2 separate regions of the Gossypium hirsutum genome follow, and region 1 is linked to region 2. The links are chromatin contacts, called in public Hi-C maps. All regions are on one chromosome and are shown on one strand. Each heading gives the region's core, a stretch centred on a gene start, on an enhancer-like site or on the middle of the called end of the contact. The rest is flanking DNA. Distances are from core to core; before and after follow the strand shown.

What was found. A called contact is a pair of places that touch in the nucleus more often than the background predicts.
Region 1: a contact with region 2 is called in a Hi-C map of leaf, with 1.9 times the contacts expected there. The contact joins the promoter of LOC107900081 here to the promoter of LOC107900012 in region 2. A contact is called at or near these places in 7 of 34 Hi-C or Micro-C datasets (callus, hypocotyl, leaf and 1 more).

The regions. Positions count from the first base shown.
Region 1 is chrA11:64,525,473-64,530,500 of Gossypium_hirsutum_v2.1, forward strand. It overlaps LOC107900081 (subtilisin-like protease SBT1.7), which reads left to right and starts at 2,638. Exons shown (of 1, transcript XM_016825794.2): 1 at 2,638-5,028. The coding sequence starts at 3,476.
Region 2 is chrA11:64,303,710-64,309,262 of Gossypium_hirsutum_v2.1, forward strand. LOC107900012 reads left to right here and starts at 3,374. Exons shown (of 2, transcript XM_016825748.2): 1 at 3,374-5,095; 2 at 5,187-5,553. The coding sequence starts at 5,015.

The DNA of each region.
Region 1 (5,028 bases), core at 1,388-3,887, 220 kb after region 2:
TTCACTCGGGGATGTAAAAATGGTAGCCGATGCCACACCTATGATTACTGTAGGAGCAAACAGCCGCCAATTGATATATTATCTAGTACCGTCGCCCGACACAACTCCTTGTACAACGTGGCCAAAATGACTGATCCCCAACTCAGTCGTCCACATTCTTTGAAGTCGACTAGGTGTAGTAGCCACCTTATGTGTACCAAATTTTGAGATTTATCGGACATTAGAATTCCCTCGATTAATCTCAGGATGTATGCTTAGGCATATTGTTCTTTTACAACGTTAGTTGTGTTCGGAGGAAGATTTTTGAAATTATTTTCTAACCATTTCATATCTATCCGTCCACCTTGAAACTTCTTCAACACCTTCCTTAAAAATGCCTCACAAAAGTCCTCTAGACTGAGAACGACTGCTAACCCCCATAACGATTGACCCATCCACCGATAAATCAAGTTCTAAAGCTACATCCTTGAGTGTGATGTACACTCACTGCATGGAAGTTGATATGTGTGTGTCTCCAGTCTCCATCTTTCCACCATCGCGCTGATAAGTGTAGGATCCAATTTGCAGCCCCTGAGCATATGAAATGCATGTAAGAATCTCGCATCTTGTAAATAACCACGAATTTCAATGTTTGGACTCTTTGACAAATTGTGTATGAACGCCCCCAAAACACGATCATCCGCCTATTTATATCAACAAAATAAAATATTTTAAAATTTTAAAAAAACTTTAAAATTAACTTAATTGAAAATAACGAAATTTTAAATTTTTTCTTACCATTGTCGATTGAGTAGCGGAATGTGCTTGTCGTCGAAACGAATCAGCGAACTTGCCATTTATGAAAATTTAATCGAAATGAATAATCTACTAAACAATAAAATAAAACTATAATATTTTCAAACAAATGGATTGAAAAATTTCAAACAAAACTTGAGAAAATTGAGAGAGTTGAAAGAATTGAGAGTTTAAAGAGAATAGATAGTTGGATTTGAGTGAAAAGAATGAAAAATGGCTTGGTATTTATAGTAAAAAAATCGTTGCCCCTTAAAAAATTTTACCATTAGCCTCGTTTAAAATTGGACCGTTGGGAAATGATCGTTAGAGGAAAACATGCCTAGCTAAACTCATTTTCACACACTTTCTCCAAAAGCGTTCTATTTAAAAAAAACTATTAAATATAAAAAAAATAGAATATTATTATAACTTATCCTAATTCAAGAGCTAGGTATTAACCTTGTAGCATATTGAGTTAATACGCCATACTTATGACAGTTGAGGAACAAATTATTTATAAATAAATAATGTTAATTAAGTGGTTAAAATGAAACTTATTAATATTAGAGATCTTGTGCTGTAATTTGATTTTTATTGAAGTATGGCATCATGGCGTCCAATGTCTACACGTGATGACCGGACCCCACAACGTGGAACTAATATCCAACAAATTTAATAGTATTCAATTTAAAAAAAAAAAAGAAAATAGTTTTTTCAACATTTCAATCCAGGTTAGTATAAGTAGGGGTGAGTATTCGATTGAGTCAAAAAATTTCGAGTTAGTCGAGTTGACGAATCCTATTTTAGCAACCGAACTCAATTTGAATTTTTTTCGAATCAGATCGAATTGAGTCAAAAAATTTAGAGTCAAGTAGAGTCGAGTTAACGAATCCTATTATTTATACTCAATGTTGCACTTACATGAACCAATTATTTAACTAGCAAACGAAGTATAAAATTATTTAACAACATAAACAATATAATGGTTTTGCCTTTTAACTTAATTAGTAAACTTTATAAAAACAACGTAGTTTTACCTTTTAACTTAATAGTTTTGACTTTTAACTTTAAAAAATATAGTCATTTATCAAAATGATGTAGTTTTGCATTTTCTTATTCGGATTTTTAGATAACTCGAATTAAACAAAAAAACTTATTTTTTTATTCGAGTTTATCCAAATAACTTGATTAACTCAAATAACTCGAACTATTTAATTCAAAATTTAAAAATTTTATCAAATTTTTCGAATCGAATCAAATTTTGCTCACCCAATTTGAACAATAGGCAAAAGAAATTACATACTTTAAAAACGAAAATCAGTCCTACACTGAATCTAACCCTTCTTTTCTCTGCCAAATAAATTTCAATCACTGGTGAGATGAGAAGTGAGCAACTTTTGAATTCAATTTTGAACTTGCCTATAGTTTAATATATTATTTGTGATAAATCTAAATCCAATTACACATTAAATTAAATATTCACCTTCAAAAACATTTACCAATTTGTAATTATTATTAAATTAAATATTTATTTGGGCACAGGCAAGAAGAAGGGGATGGTTGGTTGGCGGGTATACCTCCCATCAATAATTTCCAAACGTGTTGCATAAAATAATAAATATAGAAAGAAGCAAAGAGCCAAAGACAAATGCCCGTGAACTGGAAAAATAATGTAAAATTAAATAAACACAATAAAAATTTATTAATATCTTAAATACAAATTAATATTTAAATTATCCAAATTATTTTTCTTCAAATTCATACTTTTATAGTCAAACTGTTAGACCTAATTGATAACTATGTCGTTTTAAAAATAATTATTAATATACTGACAGAATCAAGAATTGCAAATCTATAACCTCCAAAACATAATCCATATTCAACTCAACTGTCTGATGAATTTCATATACACATCTTTTGTATTATATTCATTTCAAAGAGCAGCCAACCGTAATTAAAATATTATCTACTTGGGCACTTGAAATTCTAAGCTTCACGAATTTTTACTGCCATTACTTTTCAAATATCATTTATAAATTTGTGTTATTTTATGGCATCACATGATATCTTAAATTATTTTTATACTAACTATACCTACCGTCTTATTATTTAATTTCCTTTTATGCAAATTTAATCTTGAATTATCGTCTTCCTCATCAACTCATCTTCCCAAATGACTAGATGGTAATCGCTTAACCATCCTTTGTTTTTTCTTAAATGAACAAATAATTGAAAGGATTAAGCCCTTTTTTTTCCCTTCTCAATTATTGCTTTTTGTGCTTTATTGTTGTTCCCCTTAACTCTGCAAAAAGAAAAAAAGGAAATACACAGTTATCATCAGCCTTGAGAGGGGAGGAGGAAGAGAGAATCAATTCTCAGCCTCGAGAATAAAAGAGAAGATTTGAAGACAACGGATAAACACAAAAGCATGAAATCATGTGAAAGAAAGTTATTAGTATCTTATCTCAGCTCTTAACCTCCATCACCTCTTTCTTTTTCTCCTTTATTTATTTTTGGTTTGCAACCAATCATTCAAACAACAAGACAACCACCACCGTCCTACGACCACGTTCACTCTCTCTTCTTTTATATTTAATAAAGGAAAACAGCTGTTCCTTTTTGTATAAAATCAAGAGTTTTATCCAAGCTTTCATCTCTATTGCTTTTCCTCTCTTTCTGGTGAAGAAGAGAGTGAACAAAAATGGAGATGGTTAAGTGTTTTATGATTGTCCTGATTCTTGGTCTTTGCCACGTGCCCATGGCTGCACCATTGGAGGAGAAGAAGAGTAGCAGAAAGACTTACATCGTGCACATGGCTAAATCCGAGATGCCTCCGAGTTTCCAGCACCATACTCACTGGTATGACTCCTCTTTGAAGTCAGTTTCCGGCTCGGCTGCAATGCTCTATACCTACGACAACGTTATCCATGGATTCTCTACTCAGTTAACTGATGAAGAAGCTGAGCAACTCGAGAGCCAACCAGGGATCCTCGCGGTTTTACCCGAGGTAAGATACGAGTTACACACGACTCGTACACCTGAGTTCCTTGGACTCAGTCAAGCTGCTGCTTTGTTCCCTGAGTCTGAGTCGGCGAGTGAAGTTGTTATTGGTGTGTTGGATACTGGTGTTTGGCCTGAGAGCAAGAGCTTTGCTGATACGGGGCTTGGACCAATACCAAGCAGCTGGAAAGGCGCGTGCGAATCAGGCACCAATTTTACCTCCGCAAATTGCAATAAAAAATTGATAGGTGCGAGGTACTTTGCTAAGGGGTATGAGGCTGCCTTGGGTGCAATTGACGAGACCAAGGAATCAAGATCACCTCGAGATGATGATGGGCATGGTACTCACACGGCCTCCACCGCTGCAGGGTCGGTGGTGGAAGGAGCTAGCTTGTTTGGTTACGCACAAGGAACGGCGCGTGGTATGGCCACGCGCGCTAGGGTTGCTGTTTACAAGGTTTGTTGGATCGGTGGATGTTTCAGTTCAGACATCTTGGCTGCCATGGAGAAGGCCATTGATGACAACGTTAATGTACTATCCATGTCCCTCGGCGGTGGCATGTCTGATTATTACAGGGATAGTGTTGCAATCGGATCTTTTGCTGCCATGGAGAAGGGGATTTTAGTTTCTTGTTCGGCCGGAAATGCTGGTCCAGCTCCTTACAGTTTATCAAACGTGGCTCCGTGGATTACAACTGTCGGTGCAGGCACACTGGATCGTGATTTCCCTGCTTTCGTTAGCCTTGGAAACGGCAAAAATTTCTCCGGCGTGTCGCTTTACCGAGGCAGCCCCTTGCCTGGAAAGATGCTACCATTTGTTTATGCTGGCAATGCTAGCAATGCTACCAACGGGAATTTGTGTATGATGGATACTTTGATACCGGAAAAAGTTGCCGGCAAGATTGTTCTTTGTGATCGTGGGATGAACGTCAGGGTTCAAAAAGGAGCTGTCGTTAAAGCAGCCGGTGGTATAGGCATGGTTTTGTCTAACACTGCCGCAAACGGTGAAGAGCTGGTAGCGGATGCCCATTTGCTCCCGGCAACCGCAGTGGGTCAAAAATCTGGTGATGCTATAAGAGACTACTTGTTTTCAAATCCTAACCCAACTGTCACCATTCTTTTTGAAGGAACCAAAGTTGGTATAGAACCATCACCGGTGGTGGCTGCTTTTAGCTCAAGAGGACCAAATTCTATAACCTCGGAGATATTGAAACCAGACATGATTGCTCCAGGGGTTAACATTTTAGCAGGGTG
Region 2 (5,553 bases), core at 2,124-4,623:
TTTTATCTCGACTCGTCCAAAGAAAATTTTTAGCTTTACCTTTGAGCTAAATTTAATTGAAAATATATATAAAAAAATAGAAACATTGGAAAATCCAACATAATAATTTTTATTTTTTATTCTTTTAAAATTAACCGTCAATGTCACAAAGGAAAAAAAATATAAAAAAGATCAAATTTCAGATTATGTAAATATTGAGAGTTAAAATTATTACTATGGCAAATTTTAAACCTGCCAACTTACAACAGTTAAATTACTAGTAACCAAAAAAGAAAAAAAGAAAGTTAAATAGTTGAACAACCATTATATAATTTTTTTATAATTGAGTAATAAAAAAATTATTTATAGTTGAGTGATTACCAATGTAGTCTATTTTTTTTTAATAAATAAAATATTGCTAAGTTTAGTACAAGTTAATTTAGCATTTCACTTAGTTTTTAGATTTGGATCATCATTTAACCATTTTTATAAGAAGAATAGGAAAAAAATCATTTAACGATTGAATTCAAGATTCGAGATTAGTACTAATTATTTAATAAAATCTTTTTAGGGTGTAGAAATTCTTAAAATGAGAATCATGATAACCAAATTGTTTTTAATTTTTTAGATCAAATTGAATAAATTTAAGCCTTAGATTTAAGATTTAATCTACCTCACTACAATAAAGAGCACAATACCTACTTTTTTTTTTCTCCATGTAATACAAGTTTTAAGAACAAAAAGACCTCGATAATTTCTTACTTTCACATGTAAATTTTTTGAGAAGAAAAAATGAAAGCAAATTTACAAAGAAAGGGAAGTAAGAGATTAGGGTTATCAATATTAAGCAATTTGGGTGTTTGGTATTTGTTTTTCTTTCCTGCAAAAAATTGTAGAGAATTTCACTTTAAAATTTTGGGTATTTAGTATTCATCTGTATTTCATGAAATTTTTTAAGTGCTTTTCATCAACCAAGAAAAAAATCTCAAATACTGAAAAAAATAAATATTGAGTACCTAAATTACTTAATCTTAATAACGCTAGTTTCTTACTTTCAATCCCATTGTAAACTTACTTCTAATTTTTTGCTTAGAAAAAGAAGTAAGTCTAAAACTAAGAGATTATTCAATTTTTTCCAGTCTAAAATTTATATTACGCTGTTAAAAGAAAAAAAAAGGAAAAGGTTGGTTGTTGTGATATTTATTAATGTAGATTAAATATTAAATTTAAGGCTTAGATTAATTTATTTTAATCTAAGGGTTAAAAACAATTTGATTTTCATCATTCTCATTTTAAAAGTTCTTATTATAGTTATCATCAACTTTTAAATGATTTAAAAAAATAATTTAATCTTTTGTTTTATAAAGATAGATATAGTTTTAATTAGAATATATATATATAAAAAGTAGTTTTACACACTTCTTTAATTATTTAAATAATTAATATTTTAATGATTCAATTGTCTTATCATGCATGTAAATTTTTAGACCGATTAGATATTTCTGTTATACCAATTTAAAATACTCTCTCTATATATATATATCCAACGGTTAATTCTTTTTTACATAAAAAAAATAAAAGTTTTAAATTTACATCGAACTTGACATACATGATCTATATAAATAGTCCATAAATATAGAAATATTAATAATATAAATTATTATGAAAAAAATGTAAAATTAAATTATTTTTGACACTGCTTAAGTGTAGCATGTTGTTAAATGGAGATAAAATTCATCCGACAAGATAGGGTTGATTGGGGAAACTCATTAGTCATGTTGTTTCACACTCATCAGATCAAATCAAATAGAATGTCCGAATCAAAGCAAACAGACACGTGTTATATCTTTGGTGCAAGATTTTGTCCACAAAACCCGCCCAATTAAGTACAGATTAAATTCACTAAAAGTTATTTATATTTCAAATCTTTAATTAAATTTAGGTTCCATCATTTGATAATCCTCAGAAGCAGAGATTAAATTGAAGAAGATGTTATTCTGCAAAAATGCTTATATTCTTTGGACCAATGATGATTCCTTTGTGAGAAGGTGAAACACAAATGGGTGGGGTTACAGAGAGATAGCATCTTGTAAATGTAAATGTACCCCTATTTTGCTGACTAAAAATCTGCACCTTCTGAATACTGTTGAAGCCTGAAATTTTTGACAAATCTTTTGTTGCTGTCTATCTTCTAATAAAGTAGTAGCCATAAAGTGTAATTAATTTCTTTATTTAAATGGTGGGTGGTGGGACCTAAATGACAACAGAAGAACATAAGCCTCTGGGGTGGCCCCTTGCTTCAACCTTTTCAGCAATGGACCCACGGCCCCATACGGTTGCACCTCTCCTTACCAGCAACGCGTGCTTCCCCATTCTCACCCTTTTTCTTCCTATAAATAAACACAATTTTCTTCTAATGCATACTTCATTATTTATCCTAATCATGCTAATACGTTTATAATTAATTATTATAAAAAGTTTCACCAATTATGCTTCCTTTTCAAGATAAGAATGGGATTTTACTTTTGTTAAATTCTGACAAATTTCAAATTTAGTTTACTGTTAAAATTATCTATATTAAACCGATGTTGATTATAATGTTATTTTTATGAATATTAATAATTAAATTTGAATTTTTAAATTTATAAATAATATAACCTACATTAACATAAGATTTCAATTTTATTAGATTAATAAAAATATATATAATTCAAGTGTTGTGATAAATATTCCTGAAAACAAAATCCATTTAATCTTTTCATTTATATGGTCCCCTCAAGGGATCATCTTCCAGTCTGTACCATGTACAGCTATAGCACAACAGTGACAAATAATCAAATACATAAATTATTTATTAAGCAATTTCCCAATATAAAAGAATGATGAGAGAGAGAGATCTATAAAATAATTCTATATATCAAGAAACCTGCTGCATATGCAATAATAATAATAAAAGGTTATATATATATAAGTACATTTAATGTGTACCATATTTCATCCAGTTATGTGGACCGTCGGATATGTTTGATTGATTTTGGCAACAACCTTCCTCACATGGCTAATTAACGGCTATAATCATTGTTTGAATGTGGGGTTGAAAATCGAATCCAACAACTCAGATCCAAATGATCCATCATCATCTGGGTTGCACGTTATTTTTGTTAATTGTGATATCTGTATCTGATACTATATAAACAAGATCTTTTTGATCCTGTGGATATGGGTGTGATGAATAATTTATGATGGTTTTGTTAAGGGTAACCACCCTTATCGTACGGCAGGGATGTAATTGTTGGAGGGACCATGAACACCTCCCTCATCATATCAGTTTCCACTAACCCTTTTTTTTTTTTTGTTCTTAAAAAATTATAAAATGGAGGAGACAACTGTTAGAAGGGATATAGAATTCTTGGGTGCATGTGAATCACACACCATAGCAAACGCAGCTCAACTATTTTATGATGATTGTCCCCAAAAACCCTAATATAGAAATATAGATAATAGATATGTGCAAATCCTGTTACATGTTAATAAAAATAATTTATAAATGAAGTGCATTGCTCGACCTGTCTTAGGCATCTTCCACAAAACTTGAATTGCATTGGCTATTTACACTCTCATTTGTTTGGCATGCCTGAAACCCAAGAATGCACCCCAGATTCTTAAGTTCTTCTCTCTCTCTCTCTCTCTCTTTATATCAAAATATTATAGTTTATTTGGACCTTGTTTTCAGTATATACTGATGGGGAATATTGTGAGAGAGCAAGCTCATCCTCTTTCTCTCTCAAAACCTAGATTTGGCTCAACTTAAGGTTTTTCTCTTTCTCCTTGCAAAACTCAATTTCTCTCTACTTCATCTTCTTCAACTTCAACTGGTTTAGCTGCTGTGATTCTTCATAATTTGGTAGCCTCTTCAAGAATTTGTATCAGGTCAGAATATGCACTTCAATTCTCTACTACCATCCCTTTTTTCTTTTCTTTTCTGATGCATGATTTTATTGCAACAAGAAGAGGATAAAAGAGATAAGAATCATAAAATATTAGGTTGAGTTTGACTTTCGGAAGCAAGGAATTTGGATGTTCAATTGTGTGTTTGATATATATGCATTTGGTTTTTATTATTTTCATTTTAGAGTTACCCTTTAACATGGTGATTATGATGATCCTACTGTTAAACTTTGTTATCACCGGCTTTCATATTTTTCCTTCTTAAACAATCACTTTAAGAAGATCCATGAAAGTAATGATTTTTTTCCTCTTAATTAAACAAAATTCATATATCCACACATACAAAATGTATGTAATTTCATTTAAACACCAACTCTTTCATGGATGCTGGTGTAGTTTAATACATCTAAATCTATGAAATGAATATTTTAAAACATACATACATACATACTCATCTAACTGTGTTGCACTCCTATTAATTTAGTATACTCATAGTAATTAGGTACCGAATATCCATTTAGATGGAGTGGTTTATAGTGGATTATTATTATTTTGTAAATGTGGTTATATAAAGGTTAATATATGTGTGAAAGAAAAAGTAATAGACATAAGAAGAAACCAAGAAGGGCATTGAAACCACATGTGATATATAATGTACCTATAGACAAGGCTGCATAATGGAAGATATTTTGTATGGAAGATTTATCAATGGTGGCCCAAAGAACATGTGAAGAAGAAGACAAATCATACTGGAACTAAAAGTGGTTGATGTTTATCATACTTTCATTTTTAGTGCTGGACAAACATTAATTCATGCCATTCATCCCCCTTCTCTCCTCTCAATAATAAACAATCCATTACCAATCAACAACCTTATTCTCAGCTTTTTTTTTTTTGGGGGGGGGGGGGCTCACTTTAACAGGTGGGAATAGTAAAAAGGTGATTTGATTATCAGAGTTGTTATGTGATCTACTTTCTTATCAAATTTCTTGGGAAAGAAGGGATCATTTTATTCATTTCCCAAATCCAAATCCAAATCTATTCATCCTACATATTCGGTGTATTCTTCAAGCAACATTAAACTCCAATGGGGAATCTTCTTAGGCCGTACGATAAGGAGTATATGAGGATGGCTATCTTAAAACATGAAGAAACTTTCAAAGAACAGGTATATATATATACACACACATATATATTTTGTTTTTTAAAAAAAAACTGTATTTGTTGTTCTAAGCCTTAAGCAATGTTCTGTTTTTCAGGTGTACGAACTGCATCGTCTATATCGAATCCAGAAGACGTTGATGAAAAGCATGGAAAGCAGCCGGCCTAAAGGAAACTTTAGCTTGAAGAATAATTATCACCATGGAAATATAAATATGCATCACGATACAAGAACCAGACTTGACTTGGAACATCCGGCGGCTGAGGGTGATCATCGGTCAAACAATGTTGTTGCAGAACCAGACTATGGTCGTAACACAATATTAGAATCCATAGATGAGAGCGAGATTGAGCTTACTTTAGGCCCCACAAGGTACGTGCCGAGGAAGAAACATGGGACTCCTCGAACTTCGGATTCCGGTCCGAGCTTCTCTTCTTCTTCCACTGAATCCAGTCATGTGAAGA